Regions from separate parts of the Rattus norvegicus genome. Here regions 1 and 3 are each linked to region 2. A link is a contact called in public Hi-C data. All regions are on one chromosome and are shown on one strand. The core of a region is the stretch at or near the end of the contact, and the rest is flanking DNA. Distances in the headings are between cores, read along the strand shown.

Region 1 (4,390 bases), core at 17-2,516, 240 kb after region 2:
GAAAGAGAGGCAAGGAAGTCATTTCATTGTATGATTTAATCTCTAAATTAGCTAATAAGGCTCTCTCTCTCTCTCTCTCTCTCTCTCTCTCTCTCTCTCTCTCTCACACACACACACACACACACACACACACACTCTTTCATTATTTCTTTTTCAGTGTTGGGAATTGAACTCAGGGTCTCATAATGTTAAGAAGCTAGTCTATCACTGAATTACTAAACAGCTTACTTTTTATATTTAGCTTATAGTAAGTGTAAGGTTTCTGAGCCAGAGACCTTGGTTAGAGACTGTGCTGGTTTGTACATACTTGACCTAGGGAGTGGCACTATTAGGAGGAGTGGCCTTGTTGGAGTAGGTGTGTAACTGTGGGCATGGACTTAAGACCCTCACCCTAGCTGCCTGGAAGTCAGTCTTCCAGTAGCAGCCTCCAGATAAAGACATAGAACTCTCAGCTTCTCCTGCACCATGCCTGCCTGGATGCCACCACGTCCCTACCTTGATGATACTGGACTGAACCTCTGAACCTGTAAGCCAGCCCCAATTAAATGTTGTCTTTTATAAGACTTGCATTGGTCATGGTGTCTGTTCACAGCAGGAAAACCCTAACTAAGATGGAGACTATTTATTTCAGTAGCTGTTTCTTGTATCCCATTGATGTCTAGGAAGGACATGGGCAGAAGAGAAAGTCTGTTCTACAAGATGGGGATTCTGAAGTTGCTAATTCAAAGCTCATGTTATAGCTGGAACTTTTACTCTAGTACCCACCAAAGAAAGGAATCAACATAAAATAGTCTCTAGGGAAACTAGGAAGTACTCTGTCCAGGAATATGAGTATGTAGCCTTAGGGAAGGTAAGAAAGAGTTTACTTTCCTTTGAATAGATATCAATTACTCTCGCTGGGCAGGTGGCTGTGCACACCTTTTATCTTAGCACTCAGAAGGCAGAGGCAGAGAGATTTATGAGTTCGAGGCCAGCCTGGTCTACAGAGTGAGTTCCAGCGCAGTCAAGGCTACGCAGAGGAAATCCTGTCTCAAAAAATGAAAACAAAGTGCAACCAAACCACAAAAAAGAAGTCAATGTCTCCCCTAAGGGGGGCTCAAAGCTCTACTGGGATGTGGGGAACAAATTATTTTCTATATTGAACGTCTGATCCTCCTGCCCCTACTTCCCAAGTGCTGGAATCATGGGCTCCCACTACAATGCCCAGTCTGTTGCAGGGCTGGGGTTAGACCCAGAGCTTTGTGCATTCAGGGGAAGCGTTCTACTGACTCAGCTGTACCACAGGCTGATACTTGGTCTTTAGAGGGCACGTCAGTTCCCACTGCTCAGAAAGAAAGCTCTGCTTCATAGAAACATGTGGACAGTCACACTATTTAGCAGTACCCACCCCTGTTCTTTCTTCTTCTTCTTTCTGTTTATCAGAAAGAAGGCACTAGGTCATCCCACATTCAAGGCAAGGTGCTTCTGGTCCTATCTCTTGAAGCCCAAAGAAACTAAAAAAATTAAAAAATAAAAAAAAGAATAAATAAAAATAAAGTGGATATTTTTAAGCCATCACATTTTACAACAAAAAACAAAACCACTAAAAAAAAAAAAAACCACACACACACACATACCCCCCACCCCTTACAGTTTGAATATGTAATAAATATATAAATATATACAATCCCTTTTCCAAGTTCCTGCAAGTGATACCCTGCGACATGTCATCTTACCTTACAAAATTGTCATCTGCATGAAGACCTGGTAACCATGGGGTATTTTGTGGTAGCTCTGTAAATAGACTTCTACTTAAAGATCCATCAACTAGAGTAAAAGCTGTCTTTTTCCCTCCCCCAACACACACAGCGACAGTCATGGGCTAGCCAAAATAGATATTTCTGTCCCCAAAACAGGAAAACAAGAAGCTGGTCCTTAGCAACATTGAGTTCCAACTGGCAAGTGTTAGATCTTCTCGGTCCAATTGGGAAATGTTAGGCGTGTACTGGGGCTCAAGGTGAAGGATTAGCTCTTCCTAACTCTTCCTCTGTTTCAGGGTTCTTAGTTCTGCCTTTTAAAGCCGTCCTCCTGGACCTGGGCTCAGTGGGTCGCATTGCCGTTAGTGCAAAGCCAAACCAAGCCCAGCCAAAACATCCCAGAGTAGAGAAAGGTTTGTTACCAGCAGCAGTCAAGAAACACAGAGGGTATATCTAAGTTCTGCCTTCCTGGAACAAAGGCAGGCTGGAGAGAACGCTCAAGGGAGACTGTAGATACTCAAACACCGCTTGTCCCATGTCTGAGTGTGCTTAGTTTAAAGTTAGCTTAAAAGAATGTAGACATCTTTTGACATGCTTATCTCAAGGAACACATGTTTAGAGGATTAAAATGATGGCTTGGAATACCCCTGGGCTTTGCACTATAAAGATCTCAGCTGGAAATAAAGAAATGACACCATCCTAGTTACTATCAGCTGGACACCGAGGTGGACAAGAGATGGCTTTCAAAGAGTCTTAAAAATAGCCCCAGAGAATATGTCTCTAGTCTAAGACATTTAACTCCTTGTAAGCACAGAGTTGAGTCCTTTGGCCTTGTAGAATCTTCAACAGACGTTCAGCTTTTCTTCTTCTCTGGGAATTTAAGCTTATAACGGTTACAGATTATCCAGCACGCATCTCTTCACATGTTTTTAGAGCGAGTGAGCTAGGCGGTTCTGACTCCGATCATTCTGATTTTACAGCAAAGATGTTGGTGGAAACGATAAAAGGAACAGTATGGGATCAGGACCCCCAAGACCAAGTCCTCAGCACAAAGGACACTCATTTACTCCAGAAGGACAGAGGGCAGGGAATGAGAGACAAAGACAGGAGATTGAGGGTGAGGGAGAAGGGGAAGGGGACAGGAGGAGGATGGGGTATTTATCCCTGGGTTAGAGGGCTGCCTTGGGATAGAGAGGAGACAGACTTGGCCCATAGGATAATGACAGTTTATAAAGGTAGAAGGGGAAGCCCCATGTTAGGAGGAGGTGTTTAATTTTAATTGGGCATGTTAATTTGGGCATTAGGTGAGCCAAAGGGGACTTTTGATTGCTGGACTTGGATACTTGAATAGCTGGACCTTGGACCTTGGCTGTCACCCTCAGGAGGAGGAAGTGGCCAAATATGGACTTGATCTTGATGGCCAGCTTTAGGAATGTAATCTAGTAGTTTTTAGTAAGGCAGAGGGAATGGGGGAGAAGGGCAAAGCCTGCTGGAGCCAGGCTGGCCATGCTTGGGCTAGCCCAGAGTCTCTTCAGATACTAACAGAAAATGACTCTGGGATTGGAACCCCAGCCTCACAGATGCAATTCAGGTCTGGCCCTCCCAGAGGGGAAGCCCTGCCCTTCAAAGCCAAGGGGGAGCTCCTGGGCCTAGGGCTGTGGCTTGAGCCAGCAGGTTGTAAGTCACACGGTACACCAATGGCTAAGTCTGTGAGTCACAGAACATTGGGCTTGAGGCTAGGAAGGAGTAGGCGCCCACTGACAGCTCTGTAGCTATTAGGGAGTTATCTACCACATCACACGGCATTCAAATTCCTCATCAGTTCCTGACCTTCCCGGCTACATGGTGATTCACTGAAGTTCCTCTGACGGTGTGGTATTTAATGCCTCCAGCTATTCTAACCAGTTCAGGGAACAGGAGGGTCATTAAGTACACCTAGAAACTCTGCCCAAGGCTCCTGTTTGTGGGATGAATCAAACAAAGGAAAATTGTCACCACGAGGACTTGGGTGAAAATCGGGGAGCTGTCTCTGAGGTTGGTGGGAAAACACCTACTTAAATTCTATCTTTGTCTAGCCCTAGGTCCTTCGGAGGTGGACATGCGTTTTCACACATCTAGCACAGTTAACATCATTTGCTCTGAGGCTTGCCAAGGCACAGATAATATCTCTTGTACAGAGATGTTTTCTATTAGAATAGCCCTGGACCAAGCTTTAGACCTGAACATATATGACCTCATTCCTTGTCAAGATAATTTCTGGGAACCTCAGTCAAGATTGTTGTTAGCTTTGCTTACAGTAAGAACATCCTAATGCCTGTGTTCTCGGCATCCAGACTTTAACCTTATCAGCTGTAATCCTGTTTGGCGCCCTTGGGACCCACGCTGTAATTTCACGTAAGTTTCCTTAGTAAGCCTTTAAAGATACTAGCTTTAAGACCCACAAAAGGTATTTCTAAGGCAATTTCAAGACAGTAAAGTAGGACTCTCTCTTTGAGATGCCCCCACTTGTGTTCTGGGTTACGTCTTTTTTAACCCCCATGTTTAAAAATATATACTAGGCCAGAGAACAGCTGAGTGTTCGAGAGCACTGTCTGCTCTACCAGAGGATCTGGGTTGAATTCTAAGCACCCACACGATGGCTCACAACCAGCCCC
Region 2 (4,293 bases), core at 1,685-4,184:
TCATTATATTTAGCAGTCATGGCCTAGGCTTTAAATGGACTTTATTAAATAACCCAAGATAAACACTTAGTTCGTTCAACTGCTTGGTATATTTGCTGATAACTCATCCTGGGCAGAAGCCTGATGATGTAATTTTGCTTGGAAATAAATTCTCAACAGGACTCATGATGAAGTTCTTTTGTGCTCAGTCAGTGTGAGTAGTTGATAAGAGGAATGCCCAGGGACTCTTATGGGCATGTAAAATTTCTTTCTGTATATTTATGATACCAAATTCTATGCTTTCCAGATACATGGCCATATTCTAAACAGGTTTATACTTTATTTATTGTTCATTGAGAAATATCTTTCCATTGGGGGTTGTAACCCAGTGGTAGAGTGCTTCACTAGCATATATGAGGTCCCGGGTTCAAGCCTTGGTAGCAGCTAATACGAATGAGTAATACTCTGCAACCATTCAGTTGACTGTGTATCTTCGTTTGGTTTTTATTGCTGTGAAGAGACACTATGACCACTGCAACTGTTATAAAGGAAAACATTTCACTGGGGCTGACTTACAGTTTCTGAGGTTTAGTCTATTTTCTTCATGGTGGGGAAACGTGTTGCCGTGCAGGCCGATGTGGTGCTGGAGAAGGAGCTGTGAGTTCTATATCCAGATCCTCGAACGGCAGGAAAAGACAATGACACACTTCCTCCAACAAGACCTCACCTACTCAACAAGGTCACACTCCCTAATAGTTCCTCTCCCTCTGGACCTGTGGGGGCCGCTACAGTGAGTATTGGAAAGCATGGAAACATTTTGGCTCATTACCTGTACTAGCATAGGCTGCTCCTACTTCACGTCTCTTGAATAAGAATCTAGGGTTTGGCTGCTATGTTATTTTTTTGAAAAATAACTCAGTCTCCTTTATGGCCGGTATCTGATTTTGAAAGTTAGCTTCTCTGTTGCTGTCATAAAACTGACCCAAAATTACATAAGAAGGAAAGAGTTTATTTACCTTTCAAAGTGATAGCCTATGATGACTGGGGGAAGCCAAGGCAGAAACCCAAACACAGGAACTGAAGCAGAGACCATGAAGGAGTGCTACTTACTGGGTTGTTCCTCATGGATTACTCAGTTTATTTTCTTATACAACCTAGAACCGCCAGGTCATGAATGGTACTGCCCACAGTGGGCTGGGCCCACCCACATCAACCACCAGTTAAGACCATGCCCCACAGTCTTACCCTTAGGCCAATCATCTGAAGGAGTCAATTCCTCAGACAAGGTTCCCTCCTCCTCTGTGACTGGTTTGTGTCAAGTTGACAAAAAACTAACCAGCACAGGGAAGTCTATGGTTTCTGTCTAACCAGTGATGATACATCATGTCAGCACATACTCAGTAGACATTTAGCTATCAAAATGTGCCACTCAGGAAACTTAAGATTAAGTGTTACCTAGTGCTTGTGAGGATCAAGGACATCCAATTGGTCAGCTTCTGTTCTGCATTTAACTGTATCACTAGGAAACCAGTAACTGGGACATATTCTCTCTTGCAATATACGTTAATACCAGAAATGGTACTCGATACTTCAGAATCATATGCAAAGCCTCATGGGAAAATCTACTAATTTATCTAATATTTGATGTCAAGGCTCATTTGACAAATTCCTGCTTGAATGAATTCCAGAAAATTTTATGTGGGTACCTATTGTCTTAGGATTTTTATTGCTGTGAGGAAACACTGTCTTAGTTAGGGTTTTACTGCTATGAAAAGACACCATGACCAAGGCAACTCTTTTAAAGGACAACTTTTAATTGGAGCTGGCTACAGGTTCAGAGTTTCAGTCCATTATTATCAAGGCAGGGACATGGTGGCATCCAGGCAGACGTGGTGCAGGGGGAACTGAGAGTTCTACATCTTCATCAGAAGGCCTCTAGGAGAACCCACATGGTTAGGTGTCATTGCCCACCCGAACACTTCCTCCAACAAGGCTACACCTGCTCCAACAAGGCTATTCCTCCAAAAACACTGCCACTCCCTGGGGCAAGCATATTCAAAGCACCACAAACACTATAACTAAAAGTAAGTTGAGGAGAAGAGGGTTTATTTAGCTTATACTTCCAAATTGTAATCCATCATTGAAGGAAACTGGGACAGGAACTCAGCCAGGATAGGAACCCAAAGAAGGAAGAAACCTGAAGGTAGGAGTGGATGCATTTATGTAGGGGTGCTACTCCCCATGGGTTGCTCATCCTGCTTTCATATAGAATCCAGGATCACCAGTCTGGGGTGGGACCACCCACAATGAGAACTGTTCACTGATATGTTTACAGATACTTTACCTTCATCTGGAATTACTGGTAGAAATATTCTTTTTCTATTGTCAAAAAAAATTTTTTTATCACATACGACTTTTTTGTTATGTGCCATCCAATTAATTAAAAATCAATCACTGAGTTTATTATATAAAGTAATTTGTGCAGGTATGTGTCTATTACTGGAAGTTGAACTCAGGGCTTAACTGCTAGAGTAACTTTCGACCAGCTTATTCTGTGTCAGGCTCTCCTGGGGTTTTTGTGTTCAGATTCACAGTTCGTTTACTCTCTCATATTAGTTCTCAACCTGTGGCTCTTCAACAACCCTTTCACAAGGTTAGTGGAAGACTATCAGAAAACACGTTTACATTACGATTTATAACAGTAGCAAAATTAGTTACGGAGTAGCAACAAAAATAATATTATGGTTGGGGGACACCATATGATGAACTATATTGAAAGGTCAAAGCGTTAGGAACAGCAAGGTTGAGACTACTGCCTCAGATTATTTACCCCCTCCCCTACCCCTTTTCAATCTAGGAGAATTTGTCCCTTTTGCCCATAGCAAACATGGCGGAGAACGTTAACAACCTGACCTCTTGCGCCCTCAACAAAGATGGCTACAGCACTTCCTGCTCTTGCCTTCAACAAAGATGGTCGCAATACTTCCTGTCTAGGACTTTTGCCCTCAACAAAGATGGTGTTTGTGGTACAGGTTCCCTATCAGTTTGGATTCCGGTTGTAGTTTTATTTATTTATTTATTTATTTTTTAACGATACGTGGTCGCGGACGTAAGTAATACGACTCCATCTTCTCTCTCAATCCCCGCGCTGTGGCGACATCGCCCCTGCGCGGCTCTGGCGGGGCAGGGCCAGGGTTCGGGTGGCGGTGCTGGGGATCGGTTTCCTCCTTGAGGGCAGTCGTCGGGTTCACTTACCGTGAAAACCGCCGGTAGCTCTTCCCGTTTGTGCCACAACCACGGCTTTCAGCTGCCGAGACGGGGAACTTTTTACAAGTTCCAAATGGAAACACGTTGCCAAATATGGTCACACACGCCCTCCTCACCTGCCACCTCCCGACTTTGCAGAGCAATGTTGGGATCGGGAGTCCTGCGTCTGTGGGCTGAAGGTGTCAGAAGCCCCGCCCGCCTCCTTTGGGTCTCTGTATCTCTGCACTACTTACCTCATTGCCACCACACAGCCACCTCTCAGCACACCAAGGACCTGAGCTCATTAAATGTCCCATGCATGAGTGCTCAGGGCCGTGCTGCGGCGCACATTCCGAATTCTTGTAAGGCTTATCGTAAAAGACACACAAATACTTATTTTCTTGAAGGTGCTGCTCCTGTAGTGACTTTTTCTCTTCGTAAGAAAGATCCTTAAACTCCTCCAGGTTGTCTCCCGTTGCTGGTCAGGGTCTATAATGTCCTTGGTCTCTTAAGTGGTTTCTGCAGTTGTGGGTGCTGGACTAACTCTGGCAAAGCAAAATTGAAGCCCACTATTCTCTAGCATTTACTTTTATATAATATAAATAAATAGATCAATAAATCTATAATCCCTAGGGGACTGCATTGTAAGTAAGGGATCAGACCTGTTTTCTGTCTGATCTCTTACTGCACAAGGAGTTGAAATAGGACTCCATTATTGCGGAAAGCAGAGATAGACACGGATTCATAACTAGTGCTGTTCATTATGCTGCGAAGTGTTAGAAATTAACGTGGTTTGGCTTAACAGCCATTTAGGAAGCACCGTGGCCCTACACTCTGTTAAGATGTAAAGCCCTGACTGATTTTGAGGTGCTCCGTCAGCACTCCTGAAATCTAGGTGCTGATTTTGGCTCTTTCCAGGGAGAAATGGATGCCAGAGACAAGCAAGTTCTCCGCTCACTGCGTCTGGAGCTGGGTGCTGAGGTTCTGGTAGAAGGACTGGTTCTTCAGTACCTTTACCAGGAAGGAATTTTGACGGAAAACCACATTCAAGAAATCAAAGCTCAAACC
Region 3 (4,629 bases), core at 774-3,273, 150 kb before region 2:
CCCCTTCCCTTATCCTCTGAGAAGGGGGAGAACCCTCTACCCCACCCTGCCTGGATACCAACTGACCCGCAGTCCAGTGTCTTAGTGTTGAGCATGTGACCTGGGCAATGCGAGCCCTCCTTCGGGATTTGAAAAGACTGAGCTGGGCCAACGGGCATCTTTTCTCTCTGAGACAGACGGGGGAGATGGGACAGCAGATTTACTCGTGGCACAGGCCCTGAGAAGAAAGCAGGTGCGACGGAAACAAGCAGATGAAAAGAGAAGATTCTGGAGCTAGGGAGAGGGCTCAGCGGGTGAAGTGCTTGTCACACAAGGATGAGGACCTGAGGTCAACTCCCCAGAGCCAATATAAGACCGATTCGGGGATTGAGGGGGCAAAAAGACCGATTCAGCAATCCATTCATCTTTAACCTTATCATTCCTTCAGACGGATGGGAGGTAGGGACAAGAGAAACCCCGAAGGCCCGGGCTTGCTATGCAGCAGCAGCGGAAGCAGCAGAAAAAGTCAACAAGGGACCCTGGTCTCTAAGACGTGGGAGGTGAAAACCAACACCTGAGGCTGTCCTCTGACCTGCACACACCTCACAGTATATGCATACACACGTGCACGTGCATGCACACGCACACGCAGTCAGGCACGCACGCACTCGAATGCGAACACAGGAGAGGGAGAGGAGGGTGGGGTGAGAGAAGATTCCAGATGGCGAAGATAACTGCGTTTTTTGTCTGTAAGTCACACAAGTCTCCCCACAGACATTCCCTTTTGCCTACGCTGGTTTGACTCGGGTTTCTGTTACAATTTTTTCCAGTAGAGAAATATCACTCCTTCAGTGGCTTCTTTTAAGCCTGGTTTTAATTTACATGGTCAAAAGTTAATTTTGTTTTTATTGTTAAAAGTTAACTTAATTTTAATAAGTGTCCCCAACATCTCATTCAAAATGGCAAAAACAAAGTGACCACAAATGACTTGCCTTTCGCCTAGTAAAAGCAGCAGATGTTCAAAATGACTCGTGCTTTATATGTAATATTGGGCTACATCTATTTAGGCAGGTCCCAAGTGTCCTTTTTTTTTTTTTTTAAAGATTTATTTATTTATTATATATGAGTACACTGTAGCTGTCTTCAGACACACCAGAAAAGGGCATCAGAACTCATTACAGATGGTTGTGAGCCACCATGTGGTTGCTGGGATTTGAACTCAGGACCTCTGGAAGAGCAGTCAGTGCTCTTAACCACTGAGCCATCTCTCCAGCCCTTTTTTTTTTTTTTTAAAGATTTATTTATTTATTATATATAAGTACACTGTAGCTGTCTTCAGATACACCAGAAGAGGGCATCAGATCTCTTTACAGATGGTTGTGAGCCACCATGTGGTTGCTGGGAATTGAACTCATGACCTCTGAAAGAGCAGTCCGGTGCTCTTAACCACTGAGCCATCTCTCCAGCCCCCCTTTTTTTTTTTTTTTTTTTTGATAGACAGCTTTAGTCTAAAGCAGTGGGTCTCAACCTTCCTAGCACCATGACACTTTAATACAGTTCTTCGGATTATGGTGACCCCAACCATAAAATTATTTTTGTTGCTACTTCATAACTATAATTTTACTACTATTATGAATCATAATGTAAATATCTGATATGTGGGACCCCTGTAAAAGGCTCATTTGCCCCCCCCCCCCACACACACACAAAGGGTTTCAACCCACAGGCTGAGAACCACTTGTTTAAATCATGGTTTGATTCCTCCTCTCCCTACCCCACCATTGTCATTCAAACACTTTCTTCAGTAAACAGGAAAGGTATCTCTGGTAAGAGAAATGATGTTTCACCCCTCCCCCGCCCTTTCTGTTTGTTTCATATAAAGTTCCAAGTGCCTCCCCAAGTTCACGCTTTGTCTAACCAAGACTTATTTCCACAGGTCTGTCTGTCCCTGCTTATTTTCCTCTCGCCAAGCTCTTCAGGCTGAAAGGAAACCTGATCCTCGTGTTTACCCAGATACACTCTGTTTTCAAGGACAGCTGTCCCGAGGTGACTAATGGTCTGAGTTCTTAGAAGAGAATCCCGGGTCTGCTGCAATGTTTATGACAACAGCGTAGCTTTTCTTAGCCTCCTCCTTCTTAGAGAATGAGCTTCCTGTTTCCTCCTGGGGAAGTCTCCCTCCTCAACTAGAAGTTTCCTAGGTCCTCCCAATACTCTCAGCTCTTACATCAGGAGCAGGAGCCATGGCCCTGCCTCAATGCCCTCTACACATGACTTAAACTAGTGCAACAGAGGAAAGTTCAAGACCTTATGAATGCCACCAACAGGCAAGTTTACTATTTCTGCTGGCTGTGAACTTGAGGACTTGTTAGGGCTGGCATTTCTGTAGCCATTTATGGCCACAAGGGGACAAATGGCGTGTACAAGAGCAGAGAAACCAAGTCCTGAATATTTGGCTAGAATATTATTATTATCATCCTTATTTTGAAAATAAATTTAAATGTATCTTTGTATTACAACCAGAACATTCTTAGCTGATGTCAAAAAGAGAGGAAAATTTGGATACATTGTGGTTTCCTTTTTGAAAGGACAAGATCTCAGAGGCAAATACAAACTTGGAATCTTTTGGGCTAGCCAACCAGGAGTGATGTGCTTGCCACCGTGTCCATGATAAAAAGAGAGTAATGTGTAAGAAAGAAGGCCGCCCCTCCCCCCAAATCCAATAAGTTGTCAGAATGGCAATAATCTGAGAGATTTAACCCAGTCGGCTACAATCGCTATGGCAACGATCCATCACAAGGAGGCAGCTGTCCTGATTAGTGTCTCTGAGACACCAGGAAAACCCACTGAAAAGTTGTAATTGGCTTCTTCAGAGGAGCAGAACCGATAGCATGTATATACGGCTATAACAGGATTCATTAGTTGCTGACATAACCAGAGGCTCAACAGTCCCACAGAGGTCATCTGCTGTCCAGAGTGTGGGAAACCCCATAGGTGCTTAAAAATTGCAAGCCTTAGAATGAATGGAACAACTAATGAAGCCCCGTGTAAGAAGCCCTAGAAGCCTCCAGATTAGTGGTTCTTTTCAATTTTGTTAAAGATTTGTTTATTTGTTTGTTTATTTATTTAGTTTATGTATACATTGTTGTTGTCTTCAGACACACCAGAACAGTAAGTGCTCTTAACCACTGAGCCATCTCTCCAGCCCCAGATTAGTGTTTTTTTAAAAAATTTTTTTAAATTTAATTTTATTTTTTTATTAACTTGAGTATTTCTTATTTACATTTCAAATGTTATTCCCTTTCCCGGTTTCCCTAATCCCTCCCCCTCCCCTTCTTTATGGGTGTTCTCCTCCCCACCCTCCCCCCATTGCCGCCCTCCCCCCAACAATCACGTTCACTGGGTGTTCAGTCTTAGCAGGACCCAGGGCTTCCCCTTACACTGATGATCTTACTAGGATATTCAATGCTACCTATGAGGTCAGAGTCCAGGGTCAGTCCATGTATAGTCTTTAGGTAGTGGCTTAGTCCCTGGAAGCTCTGGTTGCTTGGCATTGTTGTACATATGGGGTCTCGAGCCCCTTCAAGCTCTTCCAGTTCTTTCTCTGATTCCTTCAACGGGGGTCCTATTCTCAGTTCAGTGGTTTGCTGCTGGCATTCACCTGTGTATTTGCTGTATTCTGGCTGTGTCTCTCAGGAGAAATCTACATCCGGCTCCTGTCGGCCTGCACTTCTTTGCTTCATCCATCTTGTCTAATTGGGTGGCTGTATATGTATGGGCCACATGTGGGGCAAGCTCTGAATGGGTGTTCCTTCTGTCTCTGTTTTAATCTTTGCCTCTCTATTCCCTGCCAAGGGTATTCTTGTTCCCTTTTTAAAGAAGGAGTGAAGCATTCACATTTTGATCATCTGTCTTGAGTTTCATGTGTTCTATGCATCTAGGGTAATTCAAGCATTTGGGCTAATAGCCACTTATCAATGAGTGCATACCATGTGTGTTTTTCTGTGATTGGGTTACCTCACTCAGGATGATATTTTCCAGTTCCAACCATTTGTCTATGAATTTCATAAAGGCATTGTTTTTGATAGCTGAGTAATATTCCATTGTGTAGATGTACCACATTTTCTGTATCCATTCCTCTGTTGAAGGGCATCTGGGTTCTTTCCAGCTTCTGGCTATTCTAAATAAGGCTGCTATGAACATAGTGGAGCACGTGGGTCTTAATCCCCTTGGGCGTCACACACTAGACATCCTACCTACATTTACATTACAATTCATAATAGTAGGAAGATTACAGTTATGAAGTATGAATAAGAGTAATTTTATCTTGGGAGTGTCACTACAGCATGAGGAACTGTATTAAAGGGGTGCAGCGTTAGGAAGGTTGAGAACCACTGCTCTAGACCCTTACTGGGGAAGTCTGTGTTCAACGGCTGAGGACTCTGAAGTCACCTGTTCAAGTGACCACGCAAAACCACAGCTGGGTAGATGGCTCAATCAGTAAAGCTCCTGACATGTGAAGAATGAGGGGAGTTTGAACCCACATTTAAAAAAAGTCAGATGTGGTGTTGTGCTTTTATAATCCCAGCACTGAGAGGGCAGAGATGAGCAGATTTCTGGAGCTCACTGACAGTTCTAGCATAGATTGGAAGC

The links. Hi-C and Micro-C count contacts between places; a contact is called where the count stands out from the background.
Region 1: a Hi-C map of Schwann cells shows a contact between it and region 2, with 4 times the contacts expected there. The contact joins the enhancer-like site here to the promoter of Cradd in region 2. A contact is called at or near these places in 2 of 12 Hi-C or Micro-C datasets (Schwann cells and hepatocytes).
Region 3: a Hi-C map of psoas muscle shows a contact between it and region 2, with 4 times the contacts expected there. The contact joins the enhancer-like site here to the promoter of Cradd in region 2. A contact is called at or near these places in 3 of 12 Hi-C or Micro-C datasets (the A7r5 cell line, the Rat2 cell line and psoas muscle).

Annotation. Positions count from the first base shown.
Region 1 is chr7:31,601,262-31,605,651 of GRCr8, reverse strand. The region is part of intron 2 of Rpl36a-ps18 (ribosomal protein L36A, pseudogene 18); the gene reads right to left. Among named protein-coding and RNA genes, the nearest start is that of Rpl36a-ps18, 15 kb to the right of the region's middle. Within about 2 kb of position 1,266, at least 1 of the 93 cell types and tissues checked has an H3K27ac peak or open chromatin away from gene starts, as enhancers often do. A contact at or near this core is called in Schwann cells, where this site is marked.
Region 2 is chr7:31,838,437-31,842,729 of GRCr8, reverse strand. Cradd (CASP2 and RIPK1 domain containing adaptor with death domain) reads left to right here and starts at 2,934. Exons shown (of 3, transcript NM_001108085.1): 1 at 2,934-3,088; 2 at 4,144-4,293. The coding sequence starts at 4,150. All of the region lies in intron 3 of LOC134479863 (death domain-containing protein CRADD-like), which reads left to right. It overlaps LOC134479865 (a long non-coding RNA gene), which reads right to left and starts at 4,212. Exons shown (of 2, transcript XR_010053688.1): 1 at 3,235-4,212; 2 at 1,774-1,914.
Region 3 is chr7:31,985,410-31,990,038 of GRCr8, reverse strand. No RefSeq gene overlaps it. Among named protein-coding and RNA genes, the nearest start is that of Mrpl42, 41 kb to the left of the region's middle. Within about 2 kb of position 2,023, at least 6 of the 93 cell types and tissues checked have an H3K27ac peak or open chromatin away from gene starts, as enhancers often do.